Linked DNA regions of Mus musculus: region 2 is linked to region 1. A link is a contact called in public Hi-C data. All regions are on one chromosome and are shown on one strand. Each heading gives the region's core, a stretch centred on a gene start, on an enhancer-like site or on the middle of the called end of the contact. The rest is flanking DNA. Distances are from core to core; before and after follow the strand shown.

The links. A called contact is a pair of places that touch in the nucleus more often than the background predicts.
Region 2: a contact with region 1 is called in a Hi-C map of neural progenitor cells, with 1.5 times the contacts expected there. The contact joins two enhancer-like sites. A contact is called at or near these places in 1 of 15 datasets of contacts at CTCF or cohesin (the NIH/3T3 cell line), 9 of 484 Hi-C or Micro-C datasets (the N1E-115 cell line, the Patski cell line, adipose-derived mesenchymal stem cells and 5 more), 2 of 115 datasets of contacts at active chromatin or transcription factors (embryonic fibroblasts and embryonic stem cells) and 3 of 9 other capture datasets (adipose tissue, liver and pancreatic islet).

The regions. Positions count from the first base shown.
Region 1 is chr15:53,138,291-53,143,919 of GRCm38.p6, reverse strand. The region is part of intron 1 of Ext1 (exostosin glycosyltransferase 1); the gene reads left to right. Among named protein-coding and RNA genes, the nearest start is that of Ext1, 210 kb to the left of the region's middle. Within about 2 kb of position 3,504, at least 117 of the 459 cell types and tissues checked have an H3K27ac peak or open chromatin away from gene starts, as enhancers often do. A contact at or near this core is called in neural progenitor cells, where this site is marked.
Region 2 is chr15:53,184,371-53,190,113 of GRCm38.p6, reverse strand. All of the region lies in intron 1 of Ext1 (exostosin glycosyltransferase 1), which reads left to right. Among named protein-coding and RNA genes, the nearest start is that of Ext1, 160 kb to the left of the region's middle. Within about 2 kb of position 1,328, at least 16 of the 459 cell types and tissues checked have an H3K27ac peak or open chromatin away from gene starts, as enhancers often do. A contact at or near this core is called in neural progenitor cells, where this site is marked.

The sequences.
Region 1 (5,629 bases), core at 2,255-4,754:
AGCATCCAATCAACGTACCTACCTGTTTGCCACTAAAGCTAAATAACAAATTTAGCTTGCTTGAATTGCCCTGGTTACCATGTTCTTACTAAGCTGGCACACTGAACATGCTGTATCATGGTAGAAATTTTTTGCAAGGCTTATCTCTACATGGCTTTTAGTAGAGTTTCTCATCAGAATAAGATTTGGGCAAACATATTCACCTCAGTTGTTCTTTGATTTCTGGAAGGAAAACATGCATATGTTGCTATGCCACTTGGGATGGGAGGTGAGTGTGGGTTTTTAAAAATTTTTCATTTATTTATTTATTTATTTATTTATTTTAATTTATTTTTCAAGACAGGGTTTCTCTTATAACCCTGGCTGTCCTGGAACTCACTCTGTATACAAGGCTGGCTTCAAACTCAGAAATCCGCCTGCTTCTGCCTCCCAAGTGCTGGGATTAAAGGCGTGCATGCGACACCACGCCTGGCCTAGGTGTGGGGTTTTTTTTTTTTTGTTGTTGTTGTTTCCATTCAGTTTTCCAGAGTTATCTTCAACCACAAAGTCACTGCCAGCCTTTGGGAGGTGGAAGACACACTGTCCAATTGACATTTTCTGTTTCTGTTTCAAGATAAACAGTGACCTGGGCTTGTAGAGACTGGCTGGCTTGGATGTGTTTGCAGTTCCCCAGTCGAGTCTTCATAGCAGTATGAGTTGCTTTGTGATGGATAACCAATCATTGCCTTACAACTGGCTTCAGTTCTGAAACCGCATGTATTTGGAACTCTGAGACTCAAGTAGCCTGACTTATATGTCACTATGACAGAGTCAACACGCATGACCTTTTCTGTGAGGCTGTGATGCAATAGCTTTTAAATGGGTGGTAAGTGCTGGCCGGCCCTACTTTCAAAACCGAGAGTCATTCATGAATTCATTCATTCCCCTACTACATAGGGAGCCACGGTATAAACTAGGCAGTGCTCCAGAGTGGGAGATGGAGCAATGAACTGCATCCTGAGTCACAAGCTTTATTTCTTTGAAGTGCCAGATAACATTTTACACCCTGTAGGCTTTAGTGTACCTAATGTAGCTATTGCACTCAGCTGGGGTTTGCACAAAAGCAGATAGAACAACAATAAAGGGAAGGTTGCTGAATTCCAATGGAAGTTGATTTATAAAAGCAGGTAGCCCATGGAGCACAGGTTACCACCCCTGCATCAGAGCACGGCCTGCTCTGGCTGAGTGAACATTGTCATCATCTACACGGAATTGTCACCAGGTATTTATGTTTCTTATGAGAATATGTGCTCCTAAACAACACCTCATTCAAAATAAGAATCAGTCAGTGCAGTTGAAAGCTTAGGTTCTTCAAAGGGAAGAATCATAAGTGGGGGCTGGGACGATAGCCCACTGGGTAAAGTGCTTGCCTTGCAAGCGTAAGCATCTGAGTTTGATCCCCAGAACCCACAAAACATAAAACTTACTGTAGTGGCGTGCACTCTTGCAAAACCAGAGCCAAAGAAGAGACAGGGGGTTGTCTGGGGCTGGCTGCCCATCAAGCCGGGCCCACTTGGTGAGCTCCAGGCCAGTGAGATACTTAACTTCACAAACAAGGGGAAGGGCCTACTGAGTCATAACTGCCAACGCTGACCTCTGGCCTCCAAATGCACGCACACACACAAACACAGACATTCTACTACGTCTATACAGAAACATACATGCACGGCAGTAAAGTCAACAAAAAGTTGACATCAATATATCATGAACGCGTATTCTGATATATTTTAAAACTTGTGCCTGGGTCATTGTTTACTAATTGTGGGCTGTATTTTCTAGGTCTTAAACATTCACAGGAAAGCTCCTATAGCTCTAGCTTTTGATGAATTGACCATACCTTTCGAGCCATGAAGGCAATATGAAAAGCTGTCACTAACTAGAACACTCTGTCCCTTCATCTACAAGCTCCATCAATAATTTAAAGGAACAACTTATTCATGAATTCCGTCAGGTCAGCATATTAGTCATGGATCTGCCTTTGGCGAGCCAGCGAGGTGGCCATTCATTGCTCTGATGGCTTTGGCATGTTGATTTGGGGCAAATGAAGCTGATGTGGTATGCACTAGTCTAGGTACAGGTTGTCACTTAAAAGCCTCGTTAGGTGAATGGCTGGATGCCTCCGGAGAGGCGTTCTTACTAGTACAGTATTGCTAGTTGTTTGCATTATAGTAGTTATCAAAAGTTCCTGGCCAGTGAGGGGATTCATTTCTGATTCTGTTTAAAATACCTCAGGAACCAATTCTGTGCTTACAAAGTTCCCCTAACATTTTGTTTGTAAACTAATGTGAGTTTCCAAATATGTAGAAGTCTGGAAAGAATTATCTGATGGACATCGGTAGGGCTTAGGGATTTTGAATCCTAAGCAGGTGGGTAGCTGTTTCAAAGTAATAAGAGAATATCACCTCTGGCCTTTTTAGGAGTATGAGTCTTTAGGAGTGGCCAGAAACTAAACCAGATCAGTTATCTATTGGGTCTCCTTCCCTCTATGCACCCCTCCACTTACTTCTCTTGTCTTCCATTTCCTTTGAGATGTAATCTCAGTATATTACCCAGGCTGATACAACTGTCTTCTGCTCCTAAGCTCAGTTTGCCTCCGTTTCCTGAGTATTTAGGATTATAAGTGTGTATCACCACAGCAGACTCTTATTTTTTGGGAAAACCCCATAAATATTGCACCACGCTGTTGCCCTTGTTCTTCCTTACTTCCAGGAAGTAGAGAAAGAGAAAGAGAAAGAGAAGCAGTGAGGAGAAGGGAAGGAACTCTTTCAGGGGTCTGTAGGATCACTTAGCGAGTCATGATTCCTGCTCTCAAGCCCAGGAAGCTGAGTTCTATCTGTAGCATCCACATCTGTAGCATCCACATCTGTAACATCCACATCTGTAGCATCCACATGGTGGAAGGAGAGAAGTAACTGGTTCAGGTTGTCCTCTGCCCTCTAACACACACACTGTAGTACACACACGCACTCCCACCTACATACACACATAGTAATAAATGAAATATAATTTAAAAAAAACTGTCTCAAAAGGCTGAAGTTGACCCCAAACATCCTGTGTAGCTGGGACTGGCCTTCAATTCCTGATTCTTCTTTTGTCTCCAGCCCCTTAGTGCTAAGTAAGATTAAGGGAATGGGCCACCATGTCTGGCTTTCAACTTTTTTTTTTTTTTTTAAGAGTCACTCTGCTGTCGACTAGTTTTCCTTACTGTTGCAGGCTCACCCTGGCCTCCCTTTACAGGAAGCAAAATCATCACCAGTAATTGCTGCAAGAGGGTTTAGACAGGACTGGTGTTTCCCACATGTTGCTAAGAAACAGAGCCCTCAGATGCCCTTTAGAACTGCGGAGGTCTGTCTTTCTAGTGGTCTAATTCTGCTTACTTACTTCGTAGCAAAGCTTCCAGTGTCTTTTGTTCTCTCCGACTACTTCCTCCCACTAGCCAACCCCAAGTACCATACGGATGTCAGGAAGCCTGTGCTGGCCAGAGCAGGAGACAGGCCCTTCCTTCCACGATGCAGGCTCTCTAGCTGCTGAACTTCTGGAAAGAATGATTGAGGGTTGGAAGAAACCGTTTGACATCCAACCGCAAAGGGAAAAATTAGTCCTGTGACCCTCTCTGGTTCTGTTTCATTCTGCATCCTGCGTACTTTATGAGGAACAACAGCCATGGGAACGGGAGTTATATTTCTCTTTAGAAGATTCGGTCACAATTTAATGGTGATCACAAGTCTGGAGGAAAGACAGGGTTGGAAGTCCTAACTGTACTTTCTTTTAGCTGCTGTCTAAGTTCTGAAAAATGCTACAGCCATTCATCCGCCGTGTTTAATTTCCCATCCCCCAACTCAGGACAGAACATATTCTTACACTGTTGACTTCTGCTGTTTTCCTGCTCTAGCCTATGCTCGGTGAGATGAAGCCAACTGCCCCACTTTGTAAGAAAGTCTTGAAGAAGCATTACGCTCCATTCTCCTTGCTGTTCCCTCTGCCATGAAAGCAATTATATTCTAGAGGCAAGGAAGGTATTGTGTTGCCTGGGTCCCATGGAAAGCATGCAGACTATAGCACTCAATATAACTCTATGACTGTGAGATAGTGGCTCATTTGTTACTGCAGCTTACGTTAACCCAAACGGACTAGCATACCATGTGCATCACACTGCCATGCTAATATTTCTCAGGTTTAGCACTAGAATCATTAAATGGTGTAAAACACCATTCCCTGCCGAGTTTGTCCGCAGATTGGTATTTAGAAAACAGTTTTCCAAAAGGAGGGTTGATTGTGTTCTAGTACTATCCTGAAGGTGAAGACTTACTAGACGCCTGTATCTTAATAAATGCATCGAATCCTGCAGGAAACCAACATTGTTGTATTCTGTGACCTGAACCTCGCCTTTGGCGTAACCCACCAAGCCCTCCCACTCATTGGCTCAGTTCCTCTGTATTGTCATAGTTAGGCCGGTTTTAAGAAGCAGTACTAAAGAACTTCCCACTGAGACATTTCAACACAGAGAGGCTTTCTGATCTCTTTAAAATAAAATGGTTAAAAAAGGTCCCGTGGGAAGAGTTTTCCTCCTTAAGCAGACTCCTGTGGAAGTGTTTACATTTGGATTGGGGGTCTAATTATTGTTTTTCCCACCACAGATCTACCATAGTTGCATCATAGTGCAAGGGTCAGTTTTGTGGGTCACACCCACCAGTGCTCACTGGGCTCATGACCGTCACTCACTTCCCTTCCCATCGCTGGGGCTTTTCCTGGGTAGTGCTCTAACTTCTTAGCCGTCCCTACATCTGTTTCATCATTCATGGTGTGACCTTCCTTTGGGAGGCCAACAAAATCTTAGCAAGTCCAGCAACCCTGGCCTCGGGTTACTGAAGTCATGTAGGACAGAGGTGAGCCCACAAAGGGAAAGTCTTGAGCAAATGCAACAACAAAAGCTATAATTAAAATCTAAGGTCTCCGAGACACTTAGTCATTAGAGCTGGAATGCCCAAGTATTGTAACATGTTCCAGCATCATGGTTAGTTCTGTGTCCAAACCAGTGACTACTTTTAGAAACATCCGCTCCAGATGACCATATAGTTTTTCTGTTTTTCTGTTGTCCTCTTTCCCAAAGACAGGGAGATCCAATGTCTATGAATGCTTGTGGCGTCTGTATGTAAATTTGGTTGTTAACTTCTTTTTTTGTCATGATTTTAGCACCTTAGAAGGATACCTATGACATTGCTCAGCAAGTTTTTGTGCAATGAAGAATGGATGGCAAACAGAAAAAAAAAAGTTACTGTTTAATTTTGCATCAGCCTTTAATACTTTACTGTTAGCGTTGTGTCTTATTAGGAAAAGGACGAAGAGAAAGCCCAAGTTATGATCTTTTACAATGAGATGCACTACATCGCTTATATTTTTACTGCTATTTACATATTTTGTTTTGAGGTATATTGTTCATCCAGGCTTCTCTGTATAGCTCGGGCTGGCCTTGAATTTAGTGTGTAGGTAAGGTTGATCTTGGACTCCTGATCCCCTCACTTCCTTAATGCCAGGATTATAGAACAAAAGCCCATGGCTACTGTGCCTAGCTTCCTATATATTTACTTCT
Region 2 (5,743 bases), core at 79-2,578, 48 kb before region 1:
GCCTGTGAGTACAGGTATCTGTGGAGGCCTGGAGAGGAAGTTGGATCCCTTGGAGTTGGTTTTGAGCTACCCAGCATGGATGTTGGGAACCAAACTTGTCTACTCTAAGTGGTATATGATCTTTATCTCTGAGCCATTTCTCAGACCTTGTGATTTTGATAGTTCCACATGAAGATGGTATTATGTTCTATGTTGTAGATTTGGAAACTATCTGTGATCCTGGGAACATTCTCTAAGCTAAAAAGACATAATTGTTTTAAATTTAAGTAGTTCAGGTCTCTCAGGGTTACCATAATGCATAGGATAGCAATCAAGAATCAACTTGAGGTCTCCACAGAGGAGTGTATGGAAGTAAAACGTTGAATTCAGATCCTTACTAGAGGCAGGAGGTGGTTTTTGTTTGTTTTTTGTTTTTGTTTTTGTTTTGTTTTGGCTTCTGGTTGGTTCCAAAATGTAGACCTATAAAACTATATGTTCATTTTGCTCAATATTGTTTTAGTGGGTGTTCAGAACAACTAAGTCAAAAACAACAAACAAACAAAAAACAAACAAACAAAAAACCTGTGTCCTAGTGGAGTGCTCTGCAAATTGTTAGATTGAGGTTGAGGTTGGAGTCTATACTGCTGTACTGGCAATTTTTTGTCAACCTGACACTATTTAGAGAGTCATCAAAGAAGAGGGACATCAAATGGGGAAAATGCCTCTATAAGATTGGCTATAGGCAAGCCTTTAGGATGTTATCTTAGTTAGTGATTGATGGGGGAGGATCCAGCCCATTGTGGGTGGTGCCATCCCTAGGTAGGTGGTCCTGGGTTCTATAAGAGAGCAGGCTGAGCCAGGTACAAGCAAAGAGCCAGTGAGCAGCACCCCTCTGTGTCCTCTGCTTCAGTTCCTGCCTTCAGGTTCCTACTCTGCTTGAGTTCCTGTCTATCTTTCATTGTGATGAATAGTGTGGAAGCACAAGCCATTTCCTCCTCAACTTGCCTTTTTTTTTTTTTTTTTTTTTTTTTTTGGTCATGGTGTTTCATAACACCAATAATAACCCTAAGAGCAAGCCACAGGAAACATTTGTAAGTACCAGGCCCTTTTAATAAACCGGAAACCCCAAGCCAGTTGTGTGTGCATGCTTCCTTGCTCTTTCTTTGAATCTTGGGCTCTCTGCATAGTGTACAACAGTCTTCTTGCTAGCCTCATATTTTAAGCACTAAAGAAATGCCCTGAAGTGCATTGAATACAGAAAGAAACCTAGCCTTTACTATGTCTGGTGGGCTAATGACAAGAGCCCTCTTTGTGTCTTGTTTCCTGGCTTTCAGCCAGCACTTTTGCTTTGTGGGATGGCTGTCTTCAAGCATGCAGAGATGAGCATCCATCAAGGAGGGGACAGCATAAAGAAACACAGACTTCATCAAGCCGTCCGCTTCAGCAATATTCCATTTGAATTGAATCAGGGCCAAGGGCAGGCACGCAGTGGAGTATCTGTGTGGAAGCTGACATTTTAATGATTTGATTAGTTTAGGAAGAATGTTTTTATGGGTTGTGTCATCAATTATTTGAAGTCCTAAGTGAAGTTGTTATATTATGATGAACTTCTTTTACCTACCTCTCCTGGGGACTTGTGCTGAGATTTCAGCCCAGGACCCTATGGGTAATCTCATGCAATCCTCTTAAAGAAACAGTGTTTAATGACTAAAGCTGTTAATCATATTAAATACATGCAGCCACCCTGGGGAAAAACGCCAAACAAGCATAAATCTACAAAAGGTTTTTGAGTGAGCTAAGCAGGGTACTTCCTCAGGGTGGGATGCTAGACGCCAGGATTGTGTTGGAGGGAGGGAGGGAGGGAGGGAGGGAGGGAGGGAGGGAGGGAGGGAGGGAGGGATGAAGAGAAAGGAGGGAAGGAGGGAGTAGTTGAAATAGTAGTCACCTGACTACGAGGATGACCTAGTACTTAGAGTGTGGCTGCTCCAAGCTATTCGTAGAATATGTCCATCATAGAAGATGTCTGACACACAGTAGCTTAAACTGTAGCTGAAACAAGGGGGGTAGGCTGGTTTACATAGTAGGTACTATGTGACATTTTGTTGATAGTCAGCCATTTGTTGGTATTAGAATATCAAGGTTTGATTCTTTTGGTTTTTCTCTAGTTTGTTTGTTTGTTTGTTTAGTGATGCTTGATTTATAAGAATAACAGGTGCAGCCAAACTTTGCAACCAGTGAGTGTTTTTTGTGCCTTGTGAGATGCCATACAAGGGAGAGATGGGATCTGGAGGTTTTAGAGCCATACATTGTCTGAGATTCTAAGAATAGACACAGAGACCGTCCTTACAATCCAGAAATAGGGAGGGGACTTCTGGTGCACGGGACTTCCTCCTACCCGTGACCTGCTTTTTTTCCTTTAAACAATTTTCAGTGGAGTATGTTGACAAGTCATACTTTGTGAGTGTAGACTGGACATTTTACAAAGGTGCAAGACTCATCCCTTGTCATCAGTCTGGAGAATCTGAAGTAGACAAGAGCTTGGCAGATTCAACCAACAACAGACAGGCCAGCCTGCAGGGAGGAGGTAAGTAAATGAAAGGATATTAAAAAGGTTAGGATTGCATTCTAATTGGGTATCTTTGAGCACATAACTCTGCTTCTCTGGGTCTTAAACGCCAGCTCATGGCTTCACATTAGATCTTGGTTGTCTATGGAAGTAAATCCAATCATTCTTCAATTTTTATCTTGGCGATGATTTTACCAACAGTCACAAAGTGGGTTTTGGGTTATCTTGATGCTGCAAAGCCTGAGCAAAGCTGTGGATGTCTTAACTTTGTATATGGCATTATAATTAGTCCCTGTCCAAACCCAGCTCAGGGAGTCAGGAAGATCATCGCAGTTGATAGGAAAATGGAACAGGAGGAGAATCATCTGTACCACACTCAGGAACCCAAGGCAGATGCTCAGTACCATAGTGATGCTAGGAGTAGGCTCCCAGGGCTACCTACCAGCTTGGACTCAAGAGCTTGACACATTTGCTGAAGGTAATTTTAGCCTTGATAGGCTGCAGGCTTGTCTGCATTTACCCTCAGCCTTAGTAAGTAGAGTGGACTATTCAGTCGGGATTCAGTGCATTAAAACTAGCCTTATCTTCAGGCAAACAAAATACCTTCTGATTTTTACCAAATACATCATTGAAATCTTCCAAAAGGCATTGCTCCCTGGCCAGTGGTTGGTTGAGTGGAGGTCTCATTATCATGAGCCTACAAACAAGGCTTTGAAATCATTAATAACTTCCCTGTCCAACTTAATTATAGAGACAAGCACACTCCAATATATGAGTATTAATGCACCAAAATTCCTTCTGTATAGGACTTTGTCCAAAGACTCCATTTTATGCTCTGAAATGCAATATGGATCATTTTAGTATAGTGCATCATCCCAAGTCACAGTAACTCCAATCCCTTTTTAAAAGAGAACGTTTCCATGAGTGCATAATGCATGGTGATATGATAAGAAAAAAGTGTGTTTGTGTGTTTATTATTCATCCATGAGGGCAGTTTCTTCTTTACACGTGGTCTATAGTTATTTAAGTTTGAGAGACTCAGCTTCATTGACAAAGTTAAGTCTTTCAAATGATCAAGAATGTAGGTCCCAGAGAGTGGGGATGCAAAGAAGCTTTGGAATTCTGCCCTTAGCTGTAGTGGGAACTCGAGGGGTGAATCTGGTGACATCCACTGCAAGGATTGGCCCTGAAGGGTAGGCTGGGTGATAATACAGAGAGAGAAAGCATAAGATGTTGTAGTTTACATCTATGTCACATGGCTATAGCTGCACAGGGTACACCAGGCATCTCGTGAAGCAAAGTGTATTGTGGGATATAGGTGTTCCATCTGCTTTATTTATCAAGACTGATAACCTTGATAGAACAAGCATATCATTATCAAGTTAATGATCATCTCTCTGCCCTTTGTCCTGTACCTGTCCATTCTTATTCTGTACATGTGCTTGTGCGGGCTCTCTCTCTCTCTCTCTCTCTCTCTCTCTCTCTCTATATATATATATATATATATATATATATATATATCACATACATAAATTTATCAAGATAGCTTATAATTTATAAAGATTTATGAATCCCTGATAGCTCAGCCTACCTTGTGTCTATTACAGGAAATGTATCCAATTATCAGTAGTCTCTCTGCCTGTGGAAGAGGACTCTGTCAACTTGTCATGTTGCATATATAAATATAGAACTGTATATTTAAAACTTGATAGACACTCTGCCATCACATTCTCTCTTCCTCTCCCACATCTCTGCAGGCCCTATCTGTTTTTAGAAATGGTTTTGAGGGTTGACCGTATAGAAATATTTAGAGATAAGTTTAGAGAATGAAGAAGACTCTATGATCCTTGACATATTGATTGTATGTGTAAATGTCCTTTTTTTAAAAAATATAAGGATGAAATAATTAATTTGCTTTCAGTTGCCTGGATTTTTATAGCCTAGGGAAGAAAGGATGACTGCCAATCATTCTCCCCAACACTACTACCATTTCCCTCCATGCCTCCTCCTTTCTCTTCAGAGTGAGCATCTCAAGATGTTAACTGGCTCTACTTCTGGGAGTGACAGTGAATGACAGATAGTCTTGCACTTCTTGATCAATGACAAGCTACTCCACTTAGCCTACTCTCCCACTCAGATATCAACACACTCATAGAAGTCTGGATTGAGAGATAAACACCCATATGTAGACGGATATCCCCATTTTAGACAAAGCATGTCATTATGGCTGTGTAATCCCCAGTTGATAATTCCTGGGAAGATCTTCATTTTCGGCATACTGCTTTTTTTCTCATCCCCTATGACCCAAGGTGGGAACAGAAATGTGTAATTTGGCACGATGACTTACTAGAAAGAACTGCTCATAGTACTTTGAGCTTTTGCAAGGTGGCATTATTTATCATCAGCTCACTCATTCACAAACTGTTGAACTCATACTCCATGTCTGATAAGTATCTTTCAGCTGGTCTTTGAGGAAGACAAGAGTTGAATGATCTTTGTTGCTGCTTATGGTGTGGTATCTCTTTACCTATCACATTATAGAGTCTAGTTTTTATGTTGGAGCCTGTGCAAGGAATGACTGGGATTTGAAGAAATTAGAAAATCACAACCAGACGGATATGAGAATGCATGAGGTTAAGTAAACAAAAACTGAGAAAGTTTTATGATTTCTGTTGAGCGTGAAGTGATTTATTGTTTTATTAGCCATTTATTTCAACTTGATCATTAACAACATGGCAGACGGTGTGTTAAATTCTAGCTTACCAAAAATGAGCTGACAGATAAGCCCTGCCTTGCTTTCTCAGGTTTATCAAACAGAACTGAAAGTCCTGCAGAGTTCACTGGCCTTGGCTTTAGACTCTTTGCTAAGAACTACCTGTTCATTCAGCGATGAGTCACCCAAGTGTCCAGGTTCTTCACCTTCAAAATGAGTCCATTGGCCTAGATTTTTTTTCCCCTAAGGGCTCCAAAGATCTAAGATATTCTGATAAGGGATGAACCTGGCATTCAGAGATTAGCACAGCATTCACAATAGGCCTATTCTGCTGGGCGGAAGCTGCCTCTCACCTCCAGTCTATTCTGGATGGGTAACTTTCACTCTGAAAGTTGACCCACAGTCTATAACATGAAAGGGAACCTTTCACAAGCTAGAGAAACTCAAGAGTCACGGGCCTTAGCCTAATTGTAGGACTTACGGCA